Linked DNA regions of Gossypium hirsutum: region 2 is linked to region 1. A link is a contact called in public Hi-C data. All regions are on one chromosome and are shown on one strand. The core of a region is the stretch at or near the end of the contact, and the rest is flanking DNA. Distances in the headings are between cores, read along the strand shown. Region 1 has its middle 13 kb from the start of LOC121217130. Region 2 holds the start of LOC121210213 (violaxanthin de-epoxidase, chloroplastic).

What was found. A called contact is a pair of places that touch in the nucleus more often than the background predicts.
Region 2: a Hi-C map of leaf shows a contact between it and region 1, with 2.4 times the contacts expected there. The contact joins the promoter of LOC121210213 here to the enhancer-like site in region 1. A contact is called at or near these places in 6 of 34 Hi-C or Micro-C datasets (anther, leaf and petal).

What each region holds. Positions count from the first base shown.
Region 1 is chrA02:100,026,116-100,033,237 of Gossypium_hirsutum_v2.1, reverse strand. No RefSeq gene overlaps it. Among protein-coding and RNA genes, the nearest start is that of LOC121217130, 13 kb to the right of the region's middle. Within about 2 kb of position 5,202, at least 3 of the 9 cell types and tissues checked have an H3K27ac peak or open chromatin away from gene starts, as enhancers often do. A contact at or near this core is called in leaf, where this site is marked.
Region 2 is chrA02:100,079,857-100,086,755 of Gossypium_hirsutum_v2.1, reverse strand. It overlaps LOC121210213 (violaxanthin de-epoxidase, chloroplastic), which reads right to left and starts at 2,101. Exons shown (of 3, transcript XM_041082323.1): 1 at 1,649-2,101; 2 at 1-1,295. The coding sequence starts at 1,957. It also overlaps the pseudogene LOC121210197.

The DNA.
Region 1 (7,122 bases), core at 3,953-6,452:
ATAAAATCGGAGACTTATATGAAAATAAACAATAGACTTCGAGGCGCGGATTACGCTTTCCAAATAGAACTATTTGCCCCCACAAAAAGTTGCTAGAGGGTTAAGACAAAGGTCCTCTCGGGATACAACGAAGTTTTGAATTTCCTTTGATTAGCAAAATCGAGTAATTCCCTAATTCTTACTCTAGTTTCTGAAAATAAGATTGATTGTAATTGTGTAATTTGTTAGCACCATAATGTCTCTATTTATATGCACTCAATGAATACAAATTTGAAGAGCCACAACCTTTCATATTGGACATACTTCTTGGGAGAAACATGTCCCATGAAAATTTATCCATTGGATGATAAATAATCACTTTTAATTTAAATAGTGTTTATGAATAATTAAATCCGTAAGATGATAAATCATCACTTTTAATTTTTTGAATTATGCTATTTAATATTATTATTATTTTATTTTATATTTTGTTTTGAGTTTGGTTGATTTTAAAAATTGATTTTTTAACACTCAATAATAATATGTGACATTATATTTTATTTAAAATGCATGACTAATATAATATATGAAAAAAATCAAATTAACTCTCATTACTATTTTCTTGCAAAAATAGAACTCTTATGACTATTTTTAACTCCAAAATTAATAAATTTAGTTTTTCTTTTTATAAATTTCTAAAACCTTAAACTTTTAGACTAAAAAAACACCAAAACCTAGACCCTTTAGACCTTAAATTTAGATCTAACATTTTCCTTAAAATCATAAATTTTAAAATTCTAAATTTGAGCCCACCATACCATAAATTATAAATCTAGTTGAACAGAAAAAAAAACATAAACCTTGCATTACTATTATTATTTGTTAATTTTATTTAATTTCTTTGACATTAATTTTATTTAATTAATCAACACTAGTTAGGATTACAATATTATTAAAGTGAATTGAACTAGTGTTAGAAAGTGTATGAGATTAATTATAAATTCTTTTAAAAAATATAAAGTGACACATTTTTATTGTATGCCTAAAAATTCTAATATAATATAATTTTTTTTATTTTTCATGTATTAGGTGAAAGGATCGGAGAAAAGTGAGCTTAAAGATTAATTTTGTCAAATTTTTGCGAATTCTTATTCTTATTATTTTTCATCTATATATATTCAAATTTTGATTCCTAATACCCCATAGATAGTTTGAATAGTCTTTTGTATCCACTTGCTCAATTAATTCAATAGTCTTTTTCATTACCTTTCTAAATGAAACTCGATTCTTTAATTGTCCGACTATTGAATTTCTAGTTGATAATGCTTTAATATTTCAATTATATCTTAAGCTATAGTACTCTAATTTGGGCTTATAAGAGACCACTTCAAAGAGAATCAAAAGATCCATCTAAACTTATTTTATGATCTAGACTCAAAATGTTAGGAAGAAACCAAAAATTGTTAGGATACAAATTTACCAAAAAGCTAAAAAAAAAAACTCTTTTAAATTATTAAGGCAACTTTTGCCTTTTCTCTTTTATGTGAACTTTGTCCTACATAATATAAAAGAAGAACAGAAGTATATATAAAACCATTGAGTTCTAAATTATTTCTTTATGTTCTAAAATACTTTCCCTTTTAGTTTTATTTATTGTGGATCTCATTTTTAGAATTAAGTTTTAATAATAAAAAATATTAATTAATAAATACAATAAAATAAATATTTTTTAATTTACATTTGATTTTTTTAAAACAATCAAATATATTATTTTACCTTATTTTATCTTAGAAGAAAATCATGGTATAATCTTTGGTAAAAATATAATTTGTTCATGGACCGGATCGGGTTGATTTCGGGTCCAACCAAAAATTTAGGCTCATTTTCTAAGTTTGGCCTGAATAAAAATACTAAAACACGGGCCCGGCCTGCCCGTATTACTTTTTCTATATTATTTTTTATATAATTTTTAAATATATATAATACATCAAAAATACTAAAAACATTTAAATAAAAATTTCTCAACAAATTAAAAATAAATTTTAAAAAATATGTACACTTAAATAAAACTAATATAGATGCAACTTAACAAGCAAATGCCTCTAAAAGAATAACAAAATTAACAATAAAACAAGTGTTATACAATATCCAGACAATAACAAAATAGTAGTAACATAATAGTGAAATAGTAGCAAACAACAAGAAAATAGCATTAAAACAACAAAAAAAATAGTAAATTTTTTTGCCATTTTGTAAATTCGGGCTAGGCCAAAAATGCCTTACCCAAGGCCTAACTCATTTTTTAAACGGGGCTTATTTTTTTTTTACCCAAACTCATTTTTCAAGCCTATATTTTTGTTCAAACTCTCACTTTTCAAACCAGCTTTAGCCTAGCCCATAAGTAAGTCTAAACTGTGCCTCTATTTCATTTTTAATATTAAAATATTTTACATTTACTTTAATTAAATCAACCAAATTTACATACTTAATTATTTAATATATATTCACTTTTAATTCCTTCTCACATCCACTTTAATTAAATTGAATCAATCAATCAAATTTATGAATCAATAAAATAAATATAACATCATATTTATTTTTTTAAAACTACAAACTGTTTACCTATTTCGTGTCATAATATTATTTTTATTTAATTTTTTAAATTATTTTAATATCATATGTCCAAACTAACTAACGAGACATTTATATTGTTATATATTTTTTAAAAGTTCAATTTAAAAATATTTTAATTAATATACAGGATGATAGGTAAAAGAATTAGTGTGTTCATAAAACACACAATATTCACCATCACTACTAACCAAAACAAAACAAATAAAAAACTAGTGATAAACATATTTAGCACTCCTAATCTTTATCTAAAAATAGACATAAAAACATGGCATTAAAAGATATAGCAAGTTGCACTAATTTTAGGTAAAAATACTAAAGAACACCACTCAAAAAAAAAAAAAAGTAATCTGAACACAAAGTAATGAATATGTTCCCATACAGATAACTGAATTGTGTAAAGAATGCACACAAGTCAAGATCAGATCAACGGCTGCACCCCATATTCCATATATAAATGTCAATTCAATTCTTGCCATTTTTATCTCACCTTCACTGAAACTGGAAAACATGCAAATTATCAAATGAAAATTCAACCCAGACTTTCAATTGTTCCCATGGGAAATGCCAATTTAGGCACACGTCTATTTCTTAATGCAATTTAAGTCTTTGGGGGTACCCAATCCTATCACCATAAATTAACAAAATGGTGGGAGGGAATTCAAATTATCCCTTATAATTTTGAGTAAAAGAGGAAAAAAAGACATAAACCATGCACTTTAACATTATGGACAACAGTGGAGTGAGAGATTATATGTAGTGTAAAATTAATATCTTTTTGTATTTTTACGTATATTTTTATACTATTATTATTTTAATGATTTAATCATTAAATTTATTGATATAATTATACTTGGTATGTATGTAAATTTTTGAATCAATTCGATATTTCTATCATATTGGTTGAAAATATTATATATATTAATATTTATTTGAACAATTGAAATTTTCTTCTTCTTTTTTTTTAACATAAAACAAGTAGTTAAAAGTTTTAGATTCATGTCAAATTTGACTTGCATGATTTATATGAATAGAATATAAAATTTAACAGTTAAATCGTTAAAATACTAATCATACAAAATATAAGAAAATATATAAAACTACTTTTTTTTTATCCTTCATGTTTGTTTTAATGTCCATGTTTAAGGTTCATAATTATTCCTCTTAATAATACCGTATCTAAATTTTATATTGGTATAAATAAATGTTTTCTCATATATAGTTATTTAGCATAAAAAAGAGAACCACAAAATTTAAGTAAAGAATGTTAATGGAGTTGTTAGCTATCGCATTCTCTTTCTTTTAACCATTAAGCATTCACAACTAATTTTCACAATAAAGAGTTTTTAAATCATACGTTAAAAATTAAAAAAGATAGCTATTATTTATATGCTAATCCGTTAAATTTGCTATTGCATGTACTTTAAATTAATTATTTTAATCTTTGTGCTTTTGAATTTTAAAATTGGGATCCTCACCAAATGTAGTTATTAAATTTGTTAAGTTAATTTTTATTATTTTCAAAATTATGTGGAATATTGTCTAAATTTATTATTTTTCACATACTACTCACAAAACGTCAATTAATAGTTGTTTACATCAAAACTAAAATTTTAGAATTCAAGAATTATAGAGACTAAAAACAATCTATTTGAAAAACATCGATTATATTTACAACTTTAAGTATAGTACAAGATAAAATTAAAAATTAATCAACGAAATTTAACTATTATTGTTTAGATCAAGACTGAAATCTCAAAATTTAGTACAAAGACTAAATTTAATAAATTAAAACATATAAATTAAATCTATAACTTATACAACTATTATAATTTTTTTTTACCCATTCAAACCAACTGTTTGAGGATCATAAAGTTTCACAAGAAAGGAAATTTTGGCAAATTGCCGACAAAGATGTGATTCCAACAGTTGCATGTTTTTTTCCATTGACTATTTGTAAAGATCTTTCCAATTTAAGAGATGCTAAGTCGTTTGTGAGCTTCTCTCTAAGATACTGCATATGGCTGCAATTTCTTTTATTTGTTAATCCAGCTGATTTTTTATTTTTATTTTTATTTTTTACTTGTTGGGTGGTTTGGAGTTGTTTAATTAGTTATATATTTTTATAATAATGAAATTATAATTTTATTATTTTAATATTTTATATCTTTATACTTTTTAAAAAATTAAATCAAAAATTTATTATTATTGAAGGGTAAAGTGTAATTTTATCATTATTAATTTAAATTTCTATAAATTATAAGGGACTAAAAAAAATTTTTCATTTTAAGGAAGTCGGGGTGCTGCTAGCCCCTGGCTTCCGCCCTTGGAGCTACCCCTCCCAATAATGCCATTCCCAATATTTAAACCTAGTCTTCTTAAAAATACAATTAATTTTACTACTATACCTAACATTAATTGATTATTTTTTTTAATTTTTAATATATATTCAGGAAACAATTTAGTGATAAGTCAAGCTTTTATCTTCATTTTAAGTCACGGTTGCACTTTAGATTAGCCACCAGCAGCAGACATCAAGAACCTACCATGAACCCCATGGATGTTGCTGATATTGCTCTTATAATAAGTGGCTGAACTAAAAAGCAAAATTCATTTGTGCTTTAATCAAATCCTAAACCACCCACATATTTAAGGAGGGGTAGGTGGGTGAGCAAACACTAATTCCAGGAAAGTGCTTTCTTGGAGTTGGAGGGCCTGTCCAACAATTAATGATTGGAACCTCACTAAATTAAATATATAATTTTATAGGTTACTTTGGTCCAATTACTGACTTTTCTATCATCTGTTCCTTTCTGATGAAATTCCAAGCAATTCTTCCAGATTTGGTAATGCAATTTTAGCTTTTAAGCTTTTTTCTTGATGAAAGTGGATTTTCTGGATTAAAGGATTGATTAGCATAAGATTGAGAATATATGGAGGTGTAATCCAGCTTGATTACCTGATGACAATTATATTTCATTTGAGTTCAACCCAAGGTGAATTTCTATATTCGAAAGCTTGTGTTCGATTAAGTTCATTTATTAATTTTTATATTTAAATTAGAAATCGAATTTATTTAAACTCTTTTTATATAATAAAAGTAAACAAAAAATACATCAAAATGAAAAGCATAAACAGGTTGTGAGATCTAAAGAAATCAAGAATTACAATATAGTAGATATATTATTTTGTTGCATTTGAATGGGACAAAGATGAAATATTAAAATGAAAATGTAAAAGGGGAGTTGCTAGGCAACTACGTATAGTAGTTATCATCAAAAAGATTGGTTTGACTAAAGCAAAAGCCAAATTAATGTTAATCTCATCAGTTCCGGAAGGTCAAAATCACTGAGAAGCAAATTAGTGGTAAAAACCTTTTAAAAATTTTCCAGCCAAATACTGTTAGTGCTGTCAAATGAAGCTTCCTTGTATCCTTCTTTGACTGACCCAATTTCTCCATGGATTAGCGGAATAAGAAGGTCAAGATCTTATCTTGAAGTCATTTCCTTGCACTTTCACACATACCCCTTTACACCCAAACAAACAAATTCAAAAAGCCAAAACATGGTAATTAAAAATAATTCTATTGAAAATGGTGTTTGTTCCTATTAATTAATAATATTTCATTGGATTTTCCTTGTTACTGCCTCTTCATGTCATGGTTTGGTGTGACCCCTCATGCTGGATTGACCTTAGAATCTGATTTTTGACTATAAATTGACGTATTCAAGGTGGTGTGGTGTCAATTATTAATCAAATCTGATATCCAATTTATAAATAAAGTGGAAAAAAGTCTAATTCTGCTTTACTCCATCTAATTTTAATTTCAACAATTTAATTTATACCACTTCTATTAATCAAAAAAAATTTATGATTGTGTGCAAGTTATGTAGGCAAAAAGAAAATTATCGATTTTTACTCTGCTATTACAATTCTTGATTTAGAACTAAAAACCCTTATTGTTTATTTCGCTTTTCATATTTTTAATTTAACGGATTTCCTTTAACAATGCTATTAACTAGACTTTAATTATTAAATCAAAAGAGTACAAGAGATTAAATTCCTAGAATTAAACATAGATAAACTAACCACAAGGTATGACATGATAATTGCTCATCTTGTCCCTTAATCATGTGATCAGGGGTTCGATCCCTACTTATAGTGATAGAGCACATTTCGTGACCAATTGTTTACTTATTCAGAGAGCATTGACGCAAAGGGATTAATCATTACTATTGATGATGGATACATTAGTTTTCACAAAAAAAAAAAACGTAGATGGATTAATTTTTAAATGTGCAAAAATTGTAGGGAGTAAGAGCATAAATTAAACAGAATAAAAACTGAAAACTCATTTTTTTATTGTTAAATGAAATTAAAGTTTTTTTTAAAAAAAAAGAGAAATTAAAGTTGCAATAGATGATAGTTAGAATTTATGACCAAACATATAAAAGTATTTATCATTCACAATTTTTATAATATTTATTTGTCATCATAAATCTTTTAAAGTTA
Region 2 (6,899 bases), core at 852-3,351, 57 kb before region 1:
CTCTGGTCTTTTGCATCAACCATTGAATGTAAACTTGAACCTTCTGGAATTCCTAATGGAGGATCTTGGCATGCACAGTTATCAACCGTATATAATTCCCATTCCTTAATTCCACATTTCTCCAAAGCTGAAGATAATCTGTTGTTCTGTGTCTGTTTAGGGTATGTCCCATCCGGACTAACCAGCACTGCTCCAGTATACGATTGTCCGGCCACTCGTGCTGCCCCATGGTAATGGAACAGACCCCAGCTAAAATTTTCTGATACATCTACGATTGTCCAATACTCGTTCGAAACAACCCCGTTATCCAAGACACTGAAGTAAAATGTCCCTGGAACGTTTGCTCTCTTGACTCGATATTTACGACGCCTCCAAACCAATTCTCCTTCTAAAGTTTTAACCTGAAAAACTGGCTCGTACCAAAACGATCCCTTCGCCTTTCCCCTGTAAAATAGCTGGTACTGACATGGGAACTGATCATAGGCTGGGTTCTGTCCTGCTACGACTCGCCAACTCCAATCCAAACTCCCCAACCAACCAACAAATAAATCTTTGGCGGTTTCATGGCACAAGTCCTTCCCTCGAAACTTAAGCATAGGCTGCACGTACGGCTTTTCGGGGATCTTCGCATCTAAATCAAGACAATTGTTTTTCTGAAGAACACACAGAGAAAATGCTTCTAGTTTCGGACTTTCAAATGAAGCAATACACCGATAATTACACACCTGATCTACAGGGCTGCATTTGTTCAAGCATTGAAGTGCTTTCCTACAATTCGGATCCATAAGACAATCCAATATCTGAGGTCCACAATTCTTCACCATACAGTTCAGGGTTGAAAAGCCCTTTGATCTCAAGTTCTTCAAGACCGGGACTGGCTGAATATAAGCATTGATAATAACCAACAAACAGAACCTTATATCGTCAGAATTACACCGGTCCCATGCCTCCGATACGGTTTGCACAACTTCCTTTGTTTCATCTGTTTTCTTCAGTTGAGAAATTCCCACCAATTTGTCAAAGATACTTCCTTTCATTTCACTGTGGACATAAGAGCCTCCTAATTTGTTAACCAAACCCGGATCGGATTCAAAGCAGATTACGTTAGGGATGTTTCCGCTATTTGTCCCAATCCATTTCACCGAGTCTTGATTAGTAACAGCTACAACTAGCAAAATATCTGCACAAGCCAATTCCTTTTGCAGATCCATGGCTGTTTGATCATTAGATTGATGGAAATTGTCAGGGAAAACAACCATTTCATATCCTTCATCCACCCATTTCAATCTTTTTGCCTGATCAGTAGCATAAACAATCAAGAAACCATATATAATTCCCAAAATAGCACTATCAAAATTCCAGTTGCTCAATAAAAAAGTCCATTAATGTAAATGCAACACTACAAAATAAACTGATAGCTTTTTAGGTTCAATTGCAAGTTTTGCTACACTAAATTAATTTACTATCAATGTTAGTAAAATTGTAAAATCATAGACTCTTTTTTTCTTTATTTTTTTGTCGAAATTTTAAATCTATATGAAAAAAAAGATTTTCCAAATAACTTTCAAAATCTTAAACAAAAAGTAAAATGAGAACGAAAAAAAAATGAATTTGAAGAAAATATCAAGTAAAAAATAGTAACACTTACGGTGTGCATCATAACCTCCTCCCAGGGGGTGCATTTTAATGGGCTGACGCTTCCTTGGCCGACCACTGCCACAATCCTTACCGGCGGGTCTTTTTGCTCCGTCACCGCATTTTTTTCCTTCTCCGTCTTTAGAACCACAGTAACAGTTGGTCTAGAGCTGGAAGTCGGATGAAGTGGAAAACGAGAGGCTCTGAATCGATGGTTTGGCGGAGATAACGCGGTGCGGATGGAGGTGAAGCAGCGTTTGAGCGGAGCACCGGTTTTGGATTTGGATAGAGGTGGAGGCGGAGGTTCCAGAACCAAGCTCATGACTTTACGGGCTTGAAAGGTAAGAGTGGGAGGGAGAGTTACTTGGAACGCTAAACTAAGTAGGATTGAAAATGGTGGTTGGTTGTTAGAGGAGTGTAGAACCCGCCCGCCTTTTCCAACTTGCTAGAACCGGCGTTTCAATACGTGGCGTGTTTCTGTTGAAGGATATGTTAACATACGCTCCGGTCCTCTTAATTTTAATATTAAACAAATTGATCCCTCGAAAAAAAAGATGAAAATAATTTAATCCTGTAAATTTTGAAAGTAAGCAACTAAGGACAATTAATAAAAGCAATAATATTTTTAAACAATTTTACATGAATTTGACTAGTATAATAACAAATTTAGCTCTGATAATTTACACATTCTATCAATTTGATCATAATTTAATAAATTTAACCCACAATATTTTTGCAAATATGTAAATGTTTGAGATTAAATTTGTTGAATTTTTTAAAATCAAACTCAAATTAAAAATATATATATATGTAAACATTGAGGGATAAATTTGTTACTATATCAAAATATATATATTGTGGGTTAATAAATTTAACCCACAATATTTTTGCAAATATGTAAATGTTTGAGATTAAATTTGTTGAATTTTTTAAAATCAAACTCAAATTAAAAATATATATATATGTAAACATTGAGGGATAAAATTGTTACTATATCAAAATTATACACAATTGACGAAAGAGAGACTAATTGACAGTTTCAAAATTAAGAGAGACTAGAGAAGTGTTTTACCCTCGAAATATTAATTCAGAGAAGTTAAATTCTGTTATTAGTCCCTGCACTATCCTTAGATTGTAAATTTAGTATTTATGTCCTAATTTTATCAAATTTAATCCCTATAATTTATAAAATTTGAAATTGAAGTGAATTAGAAAGTTGTGTACTTAAGTGAGCAGTGGTTTGGTGTGGATTATGTTGTAATTTAAAAATATAAAGTTTGAAGTTAGTAATAACATTGAATTTCACCAATTCTGAATCAGATTGGATTGTGTGTATTTCAGCATCACCCACTTTACAGAAGGCATTGCCCGGCGGCTGCATCATCGCAAACGTCAATTCTCAATTCCAATTGTGTATTATAAAAAGAAAACCATAGCAGCCTCTTAAAGATTCTAATCCCATAACTTGTCCATTGGTAAGGTTCATAATAATAAATATTGTTGCACAATCAAATTCTCTATTTTATATGTATTATCTCTATTAATATATTTGTGTAAAATTATTTTAATTTTACATTTTTATATGATAAATATTTTAAGAATGAAGAAATAATAGAGGATACACGCGATTATCACTAAACTTGGCTACAAACTTGTGAATCGTCGTATCCTCGTACTTTTCACAAATGCCAGGGGATGAATGAAATGCATAATCCAATCTTCGAAACCTTTCGTGTATATATATATATGTACAGACTATTTTAACTTAAAAAGCATTTTCAATTGAGCGGGGCGTCACCGCAAACGTCACATTTTCAACTCCAATTATTACTTCTTCTTTTTTTGGTGTGTATAAGAACCCATAGCAGCCTCTGCAATTATCCTCATTCCATTAACTGTCAAGTTATAACTAGAATACCGACTCATCATCTGTCCTTCAATGGCGGACCAACAACAACAACCCCCCCAAGTCCTCTTAGTAACTTTCGCTTCTCAAGGCCACATTAACCCTTCCCTTCAATTTGCAAATAAACTCATCAACAGTGGTGTCCACGTCACGTTGATGTCGGTTTCTTCCATGATTCACCAATTCAACAAAGCTTCACCTGTCCATGGCTTGTCCTACGCCTATTACTCCGACGGCTATGACCATGCCTTTCAACTTTCCGGTGACACGAATCATTACCTGTCCGAGACAAAGCGTCACGGTACTCAATCCTTGAGAGAGTTTCTTGCTGATCAAGGCACTAGGTTCACTTCCATTGTTTACTGTACTCTTCTCCCTTGGGTGGCAACGGTGGCTCGTGAGTTTCACATCCCAGCCACCCTCCTCTGGTTCCAACCTGCTTCTCTTTTGAACATCTGTTACCATTACTTCAAGGGATACGATGAGATCATTACCAAAAACATCGATGACCCCACGTTTACAGTTCAGATGCCGGGGCTGCCACCGCTTTCTCGCCATGATTTACCTTCCTTTTTCATCCCGTCCAATCCACAAGCTATGCCACTCTTAACCATGAAAGAACATGTACAAGTTCTTGACCAAGAGACCAACCCCAGAGTTTTACCAACCCCAGAGTTTTAGTTAACACGTTCGACCTATTAGAAACTGAAGCCATAAAAGCGGCTGACAAGTGGTACAGTATGGTCGGAATCGGACCACTAATGCCAAACCTTGCTGAAACATCCATGGGAGGTGATCTTTTCAAGGTCACAAAAGAGCATAAAGAAATGGAATGGCTCAACACAAAGCCTGAAACATCAGTCATTTATGTCGCATTTGGGAGCCTTTCCACATTGGCTAAACCACAAATGGAGCTACTCGCGAAGGGGTTGCTTGAAACTGGGCGTCCATTTTTGTGGGTGATAAGGGAAAGTACTGATGAACAAGAAAAGGATTCATTGAGTAGGTTAAATGAACTGAAAAAGATAGGGATGATAGTGCCATGGTGCTCACAAGTGCAAGTTCTTTCCCACCCATCGATCGGATGTTTTTTAACACACGGTGGGTGGAACTCGACGTTCGAAAGCTTGGTTTCAGGGGTACCTATGGTGACATTTCCTCAATGGGTAGACCAAGGAACCAATTCCAAGCTCGTCCAAGATGTATGGAAAACAGGTGTACGTCTAAGACAGAATGAAGATGGAATGGTTGAAGCTGGTGAGATAAAAAGATGCTTGGAAATGGTGATGGGAGGTGAAGAAATTAGAAAGAATGCCAAGAAATGGAAGGATTTGGCTAAAGAAGCTGTGGAGGAAGGAGGGACTTCATATAACAACATTAAAGCTTTCGTGGAAGAGCTTACAAATAAATAAAATAATTCCAGTTATTTTATATAAAATAAATAATTATAAAATTTTAATTTAGTTCCAGACCTGATCTAATATTGTTAAAAATGAAATACGATAATTGAGTCGTTATTTTATAAATTTTGTTTGGTGTATTAAATACATATTTTTATTTTATATTTCGAATATAGTGAAATTTTTATTTCTTTAAAAATGAATCGAGAAGATTATTTGATGTTTAGGTTTTTTAATTAATCTTAAGTATATTATTAAAATTTTTATATTAATATTGAAATCTTCACCTTTTCTTAAAGCATTGCCACTTCAAAAAAGACACGAATGATCAAAAAAACATAAAAAGGAATTAAAAACATCAAAATTTAATCATTGCAAAAAAGCTATATTTTTAAACCAACCTAATTGGATTTCTTAAAGTCCTAACTCCGTCTTTACTTTGTTGGGATTATTTACAACAAGAATATCTAGAATTTACTTCAAATATATCCAAATAATATTGTTTCACTCACTCATGGATGAAAAATAATATAATATAATATTTTTAAATATTATTATTAAAAGTAATAAAAATATTTGAAAATCTTTTTGGATGTAAGAGAAAAATTTTAAATTTTATTAAAGTGGTTGAATTTGTGAAAATAAATATTTTTCCTCTTTTTATGCCAATAACAATATTATACCAATTAAATTAAAATTTAATTAATTTTTATCTAATCACATGATCTATACCAAGTTCACAAAAAAAAAATCTATGATATATGGGTCTCTATGATATTTTACCAAAAATAACAAAATAATAGAAAAGAGCAAAGTAAAGACTAGGGCTGACAACCGAAATGGAAATATGGGCACGCTCAAGGCTTTAGGATTATAGGAATTATATTATGGGTTGGGTTTTAAGATAATGGGTTTAGATTAAGTTATAAAATTTTGAATAAAGAATGGGCTCCATGTTTAGATGTATAACTTAACCTTTAAATACATTTATTAGAAATCAAATCAATATGAAGAATCCAACTGAAAAAAGCAAATCAATACGGCTTCCTAGTAAGCGCGAAGTTACAAAATTCTTTTACCGGGTTAAAATTAAATTATAATTTTTATAATAATAAAAATATAATTTTATTATTTTAATAGTTTATATCTTTATAATTTTTAAAAGATTAAATTAATTTTTTATCATTTTAAGGGGCCAAAATATAATTTTACATTTACTAATTTAAATTTTTAAAAATTTTAAAAGGTCTAAATAAAAAAATAATTCATTTTAGGGGGGAAAATCTCCTACCAACTCCCCTAGCTATGTCCCCGGTAGAAAGATTATGTGTAGAGGTGCTCACAGGTCAGGTTGAGCCTAAACATGATATCAACATACTTTATATTTGCCCAATCCCTACTTGACTCAAAATCTGGACCCAAAATTTTGCACAAACTCACCTATATTTGCAAAAGATTAATCTAAGCCTATTTTAGGCTCGCCCATATTATTCTTTGATGATTTTTAAAAATTATTTATTTTATTTTATTTTAATATTTAATAGTTTTATACATTTTTATTTATTAATTTTTTTATATAATCATCTTAATATCATTTTAATGTTTACATAGAGGACATGCTTATTTTTTTAATGTGTTCTAAATTACATAATATATAAAAATAACATAATATAAAATATTATAAACTTCAAATGTGTTGGACTTAGGCATTAAATTTTCAAGCCCGAGCCCGATCCATATTTTAAACAAATTTAATTGACTTAATATTTTTTCTCAAACCCACCTAAATTTCAAGCAAACCTTCATGCCTGAAAGGGTGAACAGGTCTAATTAGATCACTGTGCATTTTGTTAAATAGAATTTTTTTTTCTATTGGAAAAATATAGCTCCACTATTCAAACTATACTTTATAGTAACTACTTTATGTTGTTTCTAAGCCAAGTAAACAAACAAAATAA